Regions from separate parts of the Mus musculus genome. Here all the other regions are linked to region 1. A link is a contact called in public HiChIP or PLAC-seq and promoter capture Hi-C data. All regions are on one chromosome and are shown on one strand. The core of a region is the stretch at or near the end of the contact, and the rest is flanking DNA. Distances in the headings are between cores, read along the strand shown.

Region 1 (3,086 bases), core at 335-2,834:
TCACAATGGCATAGAACCAAAAGCAGAGGTGGGGTGGGGTTGGGATCTAGTCCAGTTTCTGGGACAGAACCAAGCACCCGTCTCTCAGTTTCCCTTTCTCATTTCAAACTTGGAGCTCATAGCTGCTACAGCTCTGTGAAACTACAGAATCTTAAGGTGCTGGGATTTCCGAGTAGAGGGAGAGGAATGGAGAGTTCCCAAATCCCTCGGCAATGATTACAGCCAGCAGTGGAAATCAAGTCAAGCTAACAGTTTTCCTTGCCCTTGGATTCCAGGCTAGGCCAGAGAAGATACCATGTAAGGAATGAGCGAGACTGCCCTCCCCCACCCCTCCCCCTGCCCATGACTCACTGGACTGGAATCTTCTTCTCCAGTTCTGGTATTTGCTTGGAGTTGGAGACTGGAGGCTATGGGCCCGCTGCAGAGCTGAGGAGGGAGTAAGAGACCATTAGCTGTGTAGGGGAGGAATTTGTCTCCCATGGCTTACTCACCAAAAGTTAGCAGGAAGATGCTTAGGATGGGCGGAGACACTTCTTATCATAGTGTACTTCTCTGACCCCCCTCCCATTATTCATTAATTCATTCATTCATTTACTCACTCACTCATTCATACACACGTCCATAAAATAATTATATAGGAGGCTGGGGAGATGGTTTGATTCCCTGCAACCCAGATGAAATGCTGGGAGCAGGAAGGAAAGCCTTCCCCAGGAAAGGGCACATTAATGAGTTGCCCAGTGCTAACTGGTCAGGCCTGGAGACACATACTAGTAACACTATATAAACAAGACAGGTTATTTTTAGAAATATATCTGTATGATACAAATACATATATGCATGCAATAGCAATTAAGGAAAAAGGCCATGATTTCAAGTAGAGGAGGGAGAACTGTCTAGGAGAGTCTGGAGGGAGGGAAAGAAAAGGAGAAATGTTGTAATTAGATTCCAATCTCAAAAAGTAACCTGGCTGTAGAGGCATGTGTCTGTAATGGCGGTAGTCCTACAGTGAGATGGGAGAATAGAAACATCAGGAGAGACCCTGCCCCAATAAAGTAGAAAGTGAGAACTGACTCCTGGAAGTTGGGTTCCTGCGGAAGCACTTTTGCAGGGCCCTGTGTGCTTCCCCTCTGCCTGGCTGGGCCTTGAGCACAGGCACTGGCCGCCCCGAACCTCAGAACAGATGTGGCATCCAGCTGCATCCTGTTCCTGTGCAGGGCTCTCAGGCACGGGCCCCCGTGCTTCCATCATAGAGAAAGGAGGGGCGTGAGCGCACATGTGAGGGGCAGAAGGTAGAACTGGGAGGTATGGGGGAGGAAGAGACCCCCAGGAGGGGTCTGGGTGTGGGAGAATGAACAGGGAAGGTTCGAACACAGAACTCTTTGGATCCAACACCTCTCCAGTGAATGTTCTCTCACCTCACTTAGACATCAGCCCACCCCTGTGAGATCCCACCCCTGTGAGATCCCACCCCTGTGAGCTGACTTGAGCACTGCCATGCCAGCCACTACCTGGGTTTCCTTTCTCAGGACCAGAACCTTCAGCTCCTTAGGGTCTCTGCTTTAACCTCAGTGGGATAGTGGAACTGATGGCTCAAGTGCCCCACTGGTGGTAATAGGCCACGTAGGCATAGTTTCACCATAGTGAGGTCATAATATAATAAGAGTCCTAGGTCAGAGGCCCGGCTCCATGGGTTCTGTGAAGCTTGGGTCGAGACATGTCCCAGGAGGCTCAGGTATTTGAATGCTTGGGCACTGAGAGGGCTGGACTCGGAGAATGTATAGCCTCACCCTTCTTCCCGTTCACTTTCTGCTTTGTGTTTGCTATTGGAGAGGTGAGCTCCCAGCTTCTTGCTCTGGCCGCCACCGCTGCTTGCCGCCTGCTGTCAGGCCTCCGTGCCATGCTGGACTCTCATCCCTCTGGAACCGTAAGCCCAAATAAATCCATCCTTTTCTAAGTTTGTCCTGGCCATGGTGTTTTACCCATATGTCAAGCTTTTCCCAGAGAAAGTGAGCAGACGCCATTGTGAAAATGCAGGTTAAGTATTTTAAACACCACAAAGCAAGCATTTGAGCCCATCTCTGGAGTGCTGATGTGAGCTCTGGGTTTAATAGACAAAGATCTGGGTCAGGAGGCAAGAGAACAAAGTCCAGGTGGGGCTGGTTAATCAGTGTTTTGTTCTGGCTCTGCACAGTGACTAGAAGAAACATCTTAGTGCTTGAGAGAACAGGCCACGCCCTTCTCATGATCATGGAGGCTGGGGGTGGGCTGTGTGCGATCTCATCACCGTGACCGTTTGCCATGCTCTGCTGCTCTGAAATCTAAGGAGTGACTGTAGGTTAGAACAGTGACTGGAAACCTGTAGACTTCTTTGGGGGCCTGGAACAGGACTCTATAAGGGCTAAAAGTAAGCCAGGATCACTCTCTTCTTTATGCCTTCAACCTTGGCAGGTGGGAGAGATGGGGCGGGTATCACTTAGTTCAACACAGACGCTTCTGAAGTGATTGACACTCAGGAGTCTGGCCCAAAGCTTGGACAAAGACAGAAGCAAATTCAGGTAGAAAGGCCGGGTTTCCTTGCTCTGTATCAGCCTGTGGGCCCAAGTGAGCAGCAGCATTGGTCTCCTAATTTTGAGATTATAATATAAGCACATCATCTCTCCCTTCCCTTTCCGCCCTCTGGACTGTCCCATGTTCCTGTCCTTGCTCTCTTTCAAATTCATGGCCTCGGTTTTCCCCCAATAATTGTTGTTACACACACACACACACACACACACACACACATTCCTAAATATAACCTGCTCTGTTTGTATATTACTCGTATGTGTGTTTTCAGGGCAATGGGGTCTTGTGTTCTTCCCACTCTTTCTTCCCCTCTCAGCACGCCTTAGTTGACTCCAGTTCTTTGTGTAGGGTTGAGTCCACATGGGCTTTCCCCCCACCCACGTTGGCATGTGGATGTCCTAACTCGGCTTCCGTTTAGGTAGTCATGTTGGTGAGACTTCATGGATGTAGCATCTGACATGACTAGGAAACACAATCTCATTGAAAACATCCCAGTTCTCTGGATCTTACAATCTTCCTGCTCC
Region 2 (3,086 bases), core at 324-2,823, 830 kb before region 1:
AAATAATAGTTGTTAAGTAAAAATAGATTGAAAGAGGGCACAGCAGCAAATGTGAAAAGGAAAAATGACAAGCAAGAGCAGTAGGAAAAAAAGCATTTAATGATCAGTTTTCCTGGACATAAAAACAAAACCCACAACGAAGATCTTGGCAATACTGGTACTGTCAAAAAGTAATTGGTCGTGATTACAGTCTCTGATTTTTGGAAGTTAGGTGAGAAAACTTGATTAATGATTTCTTACTTTAAAAGTAGCAACTTAAGACAGGAGAGGAGCCAGATCTCAAGGGGTCAGAGGGTCAAAACTAGGCTAAATGTAGGGAAAGGACTGGAGAAGGTGCACCCCGAACAGGTAAGGGGCGATCATGTCAGCTTGGCCAGCGCAACTCTGACAGACACACACACCGGTGTCCAACGCACTCATTTCCGAACACAACCCGCTACGCGACCCCGGGGATGGCTTCCATGTGCGCCCCGAGTCTGCCTAAAATTCTATCTTTGACTTCTCCCTGCAAACCCGAGCACCCCAAGCTGTCTACACTGGGGTAATCTCCAGTGGAAACCTTCCTCTTCCCCGATTATCTGTCAAACCCGCATCGGAGTGAAGCCTCTGCTGCGCACTCCTTGGGTCTCTGACGCCTACCGGGCACAGGGCACAGTCCCCACGCCATCGGGTACCTACTCCCAGACCCAACGGGGAAGACACATCCTCCAGGACCACCCAGGTACCGGACAGCGCAGGCCCGACGGCTGTCCGTGGGCCTGGTCCAAGCCAGCCAGGGGATTCCCGGGGTCCGCGCCAGCCCCAAGACAGGCCATAGGGACGTACCAGTACGGACTCCCCGACTTGACGGAGACGCCCTCCCCGCCCCCACCCGGCTCCCGAGGGAGAAGTGTAGAAGGGTTGACCAGGCAAGCGCCGCATAGCATCGTTCTGCCCGCGTCCCGGCCATCTCCTCGGGGATCCAGAAGCTCCCGGGGATGTATCCCGGAGCTCTTCCCAGGTTCGGGTCATTGCTGCCACCCGGTACTGCTGTCTCTTTAAGAGGCCGCTGGCCGCCCCCTCCCGAGCCAGGTGGTGATGCCCGCGCGGGGAAGGTGGGCGCACCCGCTGACAGCGTCCCAGGGTCCCCCCAGTCCTCCCCCGCCCGCTGTGCAGCCCAGGCGGGGAAGATGGGGGTGCGCGGGAGCGGCGCCTTTAAGGGGCGCAGCCTCCCCGAGGCTAGGTGGGGGCTGGGAGCCGCACGGGCCCTTTAAGGCCGGCAGCGGGCACGTCGGGCAGGGCTCCCGGCGGCCCGGCTGCGCCGCGGGCGGGGGCGGTGCGCCCGCCCGGGAACTCGCGACCCCCGACGGGACGCCCCGAGACGGCTGCTGCCCGCAGCCATGCCGACACTCACCGTGGCTCGCTGCGAGCGCCCGCGCCCGCACCCGCACTCGGATCCCGCGGCGGCGGCGGCGGCAAGTCCGGCGCGGGTAAACAGGCACCTCCGTCCCTGACCTACTTTCTGCCTTCCCTAAATGTCGCACCACTAACCTACTTTCCGACCAATCCGCTCCCCGCCGGCCCAGGCCCGGCCCCCCGCCCACCAATCGCTGTGCCCAACCCCCCTTCCCCGCCCACCAATGGAGGAGCCGCGCAGCCCGGATACCTGCCTCTTCCCGTTAGCCAATCAGAGAGAGCGAACGGAGTTGTCTTGGCGGACAACCCAAACCAATTCGCGTTCTGCTCTGCGTTAGGCTAGCCAATCGAGTGACCGATAGGAAAGCCTCTGACCAATGGCAAGACGGCAGGGCTGGTTTACCTGCTACTTTCCCTTCACCAATCATTTGGCGCACAGAAGCACACGCCCCGAGGAGTGGACCAATTGGCACGCTCTGTGGATTTCTTGCCCCAGCCCTCGGTTTTCCCCCTCAGGTCTAAAGCTCGCTGAGGCCACTGCGTTGCGGACTCTGCGAGCTCGCCGTTGTCCCCTGCTCCTCAGCCGCGTCCCTGGCTAGTGACTGCCTCTCAGCTCTCCCTCCTCCTCCGTCCCCTTCCTGGCTCGCAGAACACTGAGAAAACGCCGCATCTCTTCGCCCATCCCTCTCCAGCTCCATCTAGGAAACCACATTTTAGGAACACAGAGTGACAGAACCTTCCTGAAACCCCTGGCTTGTCCTAGTCGGAACCACAGCGCTAATAGCTAGCGCATTTAGAAGACTTTTCCTTCCGACGACTAACCGGATCGCGCGTTCTTTTTTTTTTTTTTTTTTTTTTTCTCTTGACCTCCAAGCGTCCAGTGGAGCTGTCATTCCCGATCGGAAGAGAAGTCTCCCGGGGGTGGTGGCGTAGTCTGTAATTCCAACCCTCAAGAAGCTGAGGCAGGGGCATAATCGCGAGTACTGAGCTAGCCGGGGCCACAGGGTGAGACCTGAGCAAGATTCTATTACATGTTATGGACATGGCCCTAGCAAATGTACTTTGCAAAAGTATCAAAGGAGCGGGAAAGAAAGAAAAGTTGCAAAGTTGTTTGTTTGGGTGGTTAGTTGTTCTGTTGTAGCCCTAGCTATCCTGGAACTCCTGTAGATCATCAAGCTGGCTTTGAATCCAATTCACAGAGATCCGCCTGCTTTTGCCTCCCGAGGCACCACCTGCTCAGAGATTTATTTATTTATTTTTAAAGAAAGAGACAGAGAGAGGGGAGGAAGAGGAGGGAGGGAGAAATAGAGAGAGAGGGGGAGAGGGAAAGAAGTTGTCTTGTTTCTACCTTCAAACAACTGGCAAACCTTCTAAATGTTAAACTTCCTGATAGCAAGGCCACTTCGTCCTTTTTGAACCATGTGTGCTCCCTCCCCTTTAGCATGTGCTGGAGGGGCCTGGGTGGGGTGTTGGGGATAGGGCTGACACCCAGAAAGTACTCTGCAAATGTGGGCTGGATCCATGAACAAATGGGATCAAAACACTCGACTCACTTATGTGAAGTGGACCAGCTCGTGTGACTATAGAATGAATTCTAGACAGGCAGGTTCCTGGGACACAAGGCAGCATTTCAATGCTTATAAAGCCATGACCCATGTCCAGCCCTTTGCAAGGCACACAGCCTTGGTTGA
Region 3 (3,086 bases), core at 381-2,880, 810 kb before region 1:
TTGCAGAACATAAAAACTATACAAAATTATGTCGGATAGACGATGAACATTCCTCATTATTTGGCCCCTGGAGTTCATTGTAGTTTGTCACTGTAGTTTCTCAGGCCACGAAGCAGCTGGTCCTTTCTGAAGTTCACTCAGAATCAGGGCAGATGGGGTCACTTTCTTCTATCACACTCCCTCCAGGAAGTCGGTGCTGGCTACAAAGGGAGCCACACCCATCGGGAGTGGACACATCATCACTGCTCAGTAAGCAGGGGGTAAAACCCCACCCCTGCTGACAATAATAAACCCAGTAGGAGGAGGGCCAACCCCCTTCCCAACAACTCAGCAAAAGAAACAGATCTGGTTGTTCTGCCCCTCGGGTGTCACGGCTCAGAGTGTCATCGGATGGGCTCAGAGGCTCAGCCCATCCCAGCAAAATGATATACAGGTGTCCTTTTATAATTCCAAAGAAAAATAGAGGAGGCACTAATGTTTTGCTAAACCCTATAGCACAAAAGGTGGCTTTCCAGGCCAGCTAGGCCACCCTCACTGTCAAAACTCATTAGCCTTCTGGGTGAACTAGCTTGTCTTTTTTTAGGACCGGAAATCAAAAGGGAAGGCTCCCCTCCTATTCCAGGCGTGCCGGAGGAATTACTCATGCCCCTTAACCTATGACTCACACAGGAGTCTAGGAGAGTGTTTCCAAAACAGGCCAACAATTAGAAAAACAAAGCAACTGATATGTGACAGATAGTTGCCCCATCTGGGTGGGTGGAGTGGGGTCAGTACCTAGGTGGGATGCGCTTTCCCAGAGCAGCCACTGGGCAGCAGACAACAGTGGGCAGAAATTGGGACAGTCTCTGGAAGTAGAGATCCATGCTTGTTTTCAGAGTTGTGAGGGGTTCAAATTCACTGACTTTGTGAGTGACTTGAAATTATGGCATCTTTCTCTCCAAAAGTCTCAAGGGACCAGCGTGCCATCTCAACGTGCTGTCTGGCTATCTGCAGGTTCTGGCTGTTCCTCTGAATGGCAGAGGCTTTCCCAAACTGAAATATTAAGTCAGTGAGAAAGCACAGCTTAGGAAATAGCTCAGTTGGGAGTGGATAGTCTCCGGGGCAGGTGAGAGGTCGGCTTTTTTGTGGCTTCTCTGGGAAGGACTCTGAAGCCAAGTCTTAGCTCTGTCTCAGCTGAAGGCTTCTCCTTGGCAGGGCTTGGGGGTGTGCAAGGGCATCATCAGGTCATGGCCTCACTACCCAGAGTCTCATCCCTGGAGATAGGGCAGGTCCACGGGGTAGTGGGGGATGAGCAGTGATGGATGGCTCTGCTTTCTCTGCTGCACTGATCTAAAGTCAATGATATAAGAGACCAGGTTGGGGGCTAACGGGGAAGATCTGGACGAAGATCTACAGAGGGTCTCAAACAAGAGTTTTGCCTAGCTTCTGCTATTTCACCCAGCAGCAGAAGGCTCTTCTGAAACCCAGATATGCTCACCTCTCTCCTCTCAGAGTCCTTTAAATTAAGGTACACACCCTCCCTTGAGAAAACCCAGTGGTATTTCCAGGCCAGGCTGTCCTACAGTCCTTGACACTGATAGACTCTCAGCCTCATTGCCAGCCATGCCCTGGACCTCTAACCACATGGTCCAGCTGCTTCCTGGAAGCATTGGTGGTTTCAGGCTCTGTATCTTTCCTTCACACTGTCCCTTCAACCTGCAGTGACACTCTGTGGACCTAGAACACTGCTCTCCTGCTCAGGCAGGGTCAGCTTCTTTGGCACTTTCCACTGGTCACTGGGTTCATGGCTCCCTGGCTGAGCTCTGCCAGCCTTTCTGACAGCCATACTTGCCTTGTACAGGACTAGTTTGTACGATCAGTTCTCAGGGTTGGGGGGCTTGAAATTCCCCAGGAAGGAGCTGCAATTATTCCATCTTGGACTTTGGAAAAGCTTACAGCATTGAATGGCATGGGGGAGGGTCTTCTTTGTTCTGTTCAGAGTGGATAAAAGTTTTAGGGAATTGTGACATGGTGGTCTGGGTGTGGTCCTCCTTGTACATGCCAGTGTGGCTTTCCATGTGCATCACAAAGATTTACTCAATTTTAAGAGGATAACAGTTTCAAGGTGCATCAATATCTGCATTTAAACTCAGAATAGAGTCTCTCTCTCTCTCTCTCTCTCTCTCTCTCTCTCTCTCTCTCTCAGTTTAGGGTAGTATTAAGTTTGTAATAATGTTAAGTACAAGTTACAGCAAGCCCACTAGTTAGCAGCTGTGTACAGGAGGTGGCCCCCAGGCCCCCTGCAGGACTAGGTGATCTATAGAGAGCCTTTAAGGGCAATTTTGAGTAGCATTCTGGAAAACGACTATACTCTTTTTAGCCCTGTACCGTGCTCCTCTCCCTGCCCTGAAAGTCTCTGTCCTTCCCTGTAACTCCTCATCAGATTGGTGCTAGGTGTCCTCCAAGCTGCAATGTAGACACTGCCTGGACAAGCCTCCCCGGGTGCATATCTCAGCTCTGGAAGAGCGGTCTTCAACACCCTCACCAATGATTTAACATAAGTTACCACTCTTGTCTGCCTCTCCCATTGCCCTGAAAACAATGGAAGGACTAGGACTCACCTGGGGTTTGTTCTGCACTGTGAAGTTTAAATTTTACTTTTTAAAATTATGTATGTGTGTGCATGTGTGTTTGAGCACACACGCATGCCATCAGAGGGTGGAAGGGGACATCTGATCTCTTAGAACGAGAGTTACATGTGGTTGTGAGTCACCCAAATGAAACCCGGGTCCTCTGCAAGAGCAGTATGTACTCCTAACCACAAATCTTGTGTGTACAAAAACGGGTGTTCCTGTGTATGACACAGTGCACATGCGGAAGTCAAATGCTCCACCTTGTGTGAGCCGGGTCTCTCTTGGTTTTTACCTACACATGTAGCAGGCTAGCTGACCTACAAACCCTGGGTGATTCATCTGTCTCCACCTCCCATCTTATGACAGCAGTGCTTGGATTGTGCACACATGCCACAGCACCCGGTTCTGGAGATCTGAGCTCAGGTTCTCTCGCTTACTCAGCAAGCACTTTCCCTGCTGAGCCAACTTCCCAAC
Region 4 (3,086 bases), core at 391-2,890, 590 kb after region 1:
CATGCTTAGAAAAGAGGCCCCCGATGAGACTGAAGCCTACACCGCAGCCATAGGTCTAGAGCAAACTGGGCAAGTGTCCCAGGCAACTGGTCATTTAGACAAAATGTCAGGAACTTGCTGAGTTCCTGTTGAGTTGAATACAATTGAACTGAGGGCCAAAGATAAGAATCTATGTTCAAGAACCATTTATAAAGGGAGCTTGCAGAGATACTGGGGCCTTTGACCTTGTAATTCTGCAGAGGGTGGTGAGTAAATGCCTACACAAACCCCTCCCATGCCCCTGTTTCTAACCAAGGTTTTGGGGATCTTGAGTTGGAATCTGAGGGTATGTGGGGCAATCAGGCCCAGCAGCATTCCTTCTATCAGCCCCTGTGGCTGAATTGCTGATGGTAAAGAAAGACATTCAAGCAGAAAGCCAATGAGGTGGAACCAAGCCAGCTAGAGGACAAGCTCCTTCTTGCTGCCCACAGCCTTAGACTCTGTAGCTTCCAGTAGGGGAGAAGAGCTGAGAGTGGTCAATAGAAAAATCAAGGTTTGCTGAGCAGCCAGGTGGTGTTCTTGGACCCGGGAAGGGAGGAACTGCATCCTGGAATGATAACCACAGGAGCCTGGGCACCCACTGTGTGTCCTGTCCTAAGCCCTTTTGGTATATCCTCTCATTTAATACTTATAAGCAGGAAGGTATTGTTGATATTTGATAGATGGGGGAAATGTCTCTTATGGTGTTCTGACCCTTGCTCAAGCTCATGTAACTAACACATACAGGAGCATCAAACCCAGGAGCCTCTCTCTCTCTCTCTCTCTCTCTGTGTGTGTGTGTGTGTGTGTGTGTGTTTCTACATCCTCTCTCCAGAAAGGCTCTGTCGACCACTTGATAGCCATGAACACTGAATGTGTGGGAATTATACAAGTCATGGAGAATTGCATCCTCTTGTCCCAATACTGCGTATAAGGCTTCCTTAGACGTGGGGTGTAGTGATATCCATAAGCAGTAACGGCTCCCAGAGCATGAATTCGTCCAGGGAGCTGCATAGTGCATAGATGTGACCAACGATTGCAGAGACACCCTCACTATTCACTATGCCTCTCCTAGAGATTTCCGGAAGGCATTTGGTGACACCCGGGAGACCAACAGAGAGAGGCAGAGTAAAGGCTCAAGAAGCATAAGGTGTGGACATTATGAGGCCTAGCCACTTGTATGGTTTGAGTCTCCATTATCAAAAAGGAGATGGAGGCGAGGAGTCCGTTTTTTCAGGTGGAAAAGCAGAATGCCCTCAGTTGGGGAAGGTGAGGGTATAGGAGCATCTTGGTCCCCAAAGCTTGGGCTTCTTAGCGGGAGCGCGAGCGGGGAATTACTCTAGAGGTGGAATCTGCCGGCCTGGGCGGGGACTGGAGGTTCCTGATCTGCAGGCCCTAGGGTGGCCCGAGGGCGCGGGAGACTCAGCTGTGTCCGGACCGGAGCCTGCTGCCAGCAGGTGGGGCGCGGGGCGGGGCTCCGCCCCCTGGCCCCTCCTCGTTGGTCCGCAGCCGCCCAGTCCCGACCCTTTTCCAGAGCCAGAGCGCGATTGGTGGCGGCGCTTGTCGCTCGGAGGGGGCCGGGCCGCTCTGCTTCGCTCCTCTGGTCGCAGCCACAGCCGCGGTTCTCCTGAGCGGCGAGCGGAGGGCTGGTGGCATCTCCCAGGCAGCCAGCACTGGAGATGGAAAGCAACGCGGCTGGGCCCTGGCAGTGACAAAGTTTCCCAGCCCTGCAGGTCTCGTCTCGCCACTGCCGGCCACCCGTGACCGCCTAGGGAAAAGCTCGGGGATTTTGAATTTGCGGGGGAAAAGCCCAAAACAAAAATCTAGACCCACCTCGTTTTCTTTGTGGAGCTCTTTCTCAGGGTGGCCAGCGGCCGGAGCTGCAAAGTTGTGCGCCGCAGCTCACACTGCCAGGAGACCCGCCTTTGGAGAGACTTAGGTGCTGGCGCACCCAGAGACCCCAGACGTGCCAAGGGGGTTGAGCGCGGGGGAGTTTGGGGTGTACAGCGAGGAGGGGCCCCGGGTGCTCTATATGGAGGAAGGACCCCAGAATGGTGTGTACCAGGAAGACCAAAACTTTGGTGTCCACTTGCGTGATCCTAAGCGGCATGACCAACATCATATGCCTGCTGTACGTGGGCTGGGTCACCAACTACATCGCCAGCGTGTATGTGCGGGGGCAGGAGCCAGTGCCCGACAAGAAGCTGGAGGAAGATAAAGGGGACACCCTGAAAATTATCGAGCGGCTGGACCACTTGGAGAATGTCATCAAACAGCATATCCAAGGTACAGGCGTCCTGAGAAACTTGAGCCAGGCGCGAGGCCCGGGAGTGCCCAGTGTGTTCTGCTTGTGGGATGCGCTGGGGCCAATGCGTAGGAGACCAGCGATTGCAGGGAGGGCTATAGGTTGGCAGCTACGTGGTTGGAGGGATTGCAAGGACTGGTGTCCTGGATCTTTTGTGTCTGCCGCCCTGTGAGTCTTCCCTGTGTACGCGTGTGCACAGGTGGTGTGTGTGTGTGTGTGTGTGTGTGTGTGTGTGTGTGTGTGTGTGTGTCTGTGTGTGTGTGTGTGTAGCTTGCTGTCAGTATGGGGACGCGATGTGCACGTGTCCAAACGTGCGTATGATTCCAGGGTGCTCCTTTCCAGGATCGCAGGATCTCACACTAGTCCGGGAGTGTGTCTGACTGGATGTTTGTGCTTCCAAGAGAGAATGTGAGGGCAAAAGAGCTTATTTGCCGGGCTTGTAAGGGACAAGAGAAATGCCTTGTATGACTCTAACTGTGGGTTTTAAGGAGCAGCAAGCTTCAAGACAAATGCGGAGTAGAAAATTACATCGGCCCAGTATTGGCTCCAGCCTCAGTCAGTCTCAGTAGGACTGGGACTGCAGGGGGCATCTTAAGTAGAAAACTGTCCCCACCTAGAGCACACCTGCCTATCCAGGATCCTCCCCTAAGGAGCAGGTGTCAAACCCAAGAAGCAGCTTAGTCCACTGTGGTGGTGTTTCTTCTGTTTCGGATGGAGAAAACCCACGCTGGGCTGCGGCTTTACTTCAGAGCCTTCCGGGTTC

What was found. Promoter capture Hi-C pulls out the DNA fragments that hold promoters and counts their contacts. HiChIP or PLAC-seq counts read pairs in DNA pulled down with a chosen protein or histone mark.
Region 2: an H3K27ac HiChIP or PLAC-seq map of trophoblast stem cells shows a contact between it and region 1, with 10 times the contacts expected there. The contact joins the promoter of Arntl here to the promoter of Micalcl in region 1. A contact is called at or near these places in 3 of 39 promoter capture datasets (the 3T3-L1 cell line, cranial neural crest and hippocampal neurons), 1 of 484 Hi-C or Micro-C datasets (cortical neurons) and 9 of 115 datasets of contacts at active chromatin or transcription factors (astrocytes, embryonic basal ganglia, embryonic forebrain and 6 more).
Region 3: a contact with region 1 is called in a FOXA1 HiChIP or PLAC-seq map of pancreatic cancer cells. The contact joins the enhancer-like site here to the promoter of Micalcl in region 1. A contact is called at or near these places in 3 of 39 promoter capture datasets (the 3T3-L1 cell line, cranial neural crest and hippocampal neurons), 1 of 15 datasets of contacts at CTCF or cohesin (large pre-B cells), 4 of 115 datasets of contacts at active chromatin or transcription factors (embryonic basal ganglia, extraembryonic endoderm stem cells, pancreatic cancer cells and 1 more) and 1 of 9 other capture datasets (adipose tissue).
Region 4: a contact with region 1 is called in a promoter capture Hi-C map of pre-B cells, with 10 times the contacts expected there. The contact joins the promoter of Galnt18 here to the promoter of Micalcl in region 1. A contact is called at or near these places in 9 of 39 promoter capture datasets (the 3T3-L1 cell line, the C10 cell line, the HPC-7 cell line and 5 more), 1 of 15 datasets of contacts at CTCF or cohesin (pro-B cells), 21 of 484 Hi-C or Micro-C datasets (B cells, the Ba/F3 cell line, CD4 T cells and 14 more), 1 of 115 datasets of contacts at active chromatin or transcription factors (astrocytes) and 2 of 9 other capture datasets (adipose tissue and liver).

Annotation. Positions count from the first base shown.
Region 1 is chr7:112,373,355-112,376,440 of GRCm38.p6, reverse strand. Micalcl (MICAL C-terminal like) reads right to left here and starts at 1,584. Exons shown (of 10, transcript NM_001381862.1): 1 at 1,072-1,584; 2 at 352-426.
Region 2 is chr7:113,205,952-113,209,037 of GRCm38.p6, reverse strand. Arntl (aryl hydrocarbon receptor nuclear translocator-like) reads right to left here and starts at 1,573. Exons shown (of 20, transcript NM_007489.4): 1 at 1,394-1,573.
Region 3 is chr7:113,183,770-113,186,855 of GRCm38.p6, reverse strand. It overlaps a transcript of Arntl not described here. Among named protein-coding and RNA genes, the nearest start is that of Arntl, 22 kb to the left of the region's middle. Within about 2 kb of position 1,630, at least 108 of the 459 cell types and tissues checked have an H3K27ac peak or open chromatin away from gene starts, as enhancers often do. A contact at or near this core is called in adipose tissue, extraembryonic endoderm stem cells, pancreatic cancer cells and 1 more, where this site is marked.
Region 4 is chr7:111,778,531-111,781,616 of GRCm38.p6, reverse strand. Galnt18 (polypeptide N-acetylgalactosaminyltransferase 18) reads left to right here and starts at 1,640. Exons shown (of 11, transcript NM_001360903.1): 1 at 1,640-2,304. The coding sequence starts at 2,070.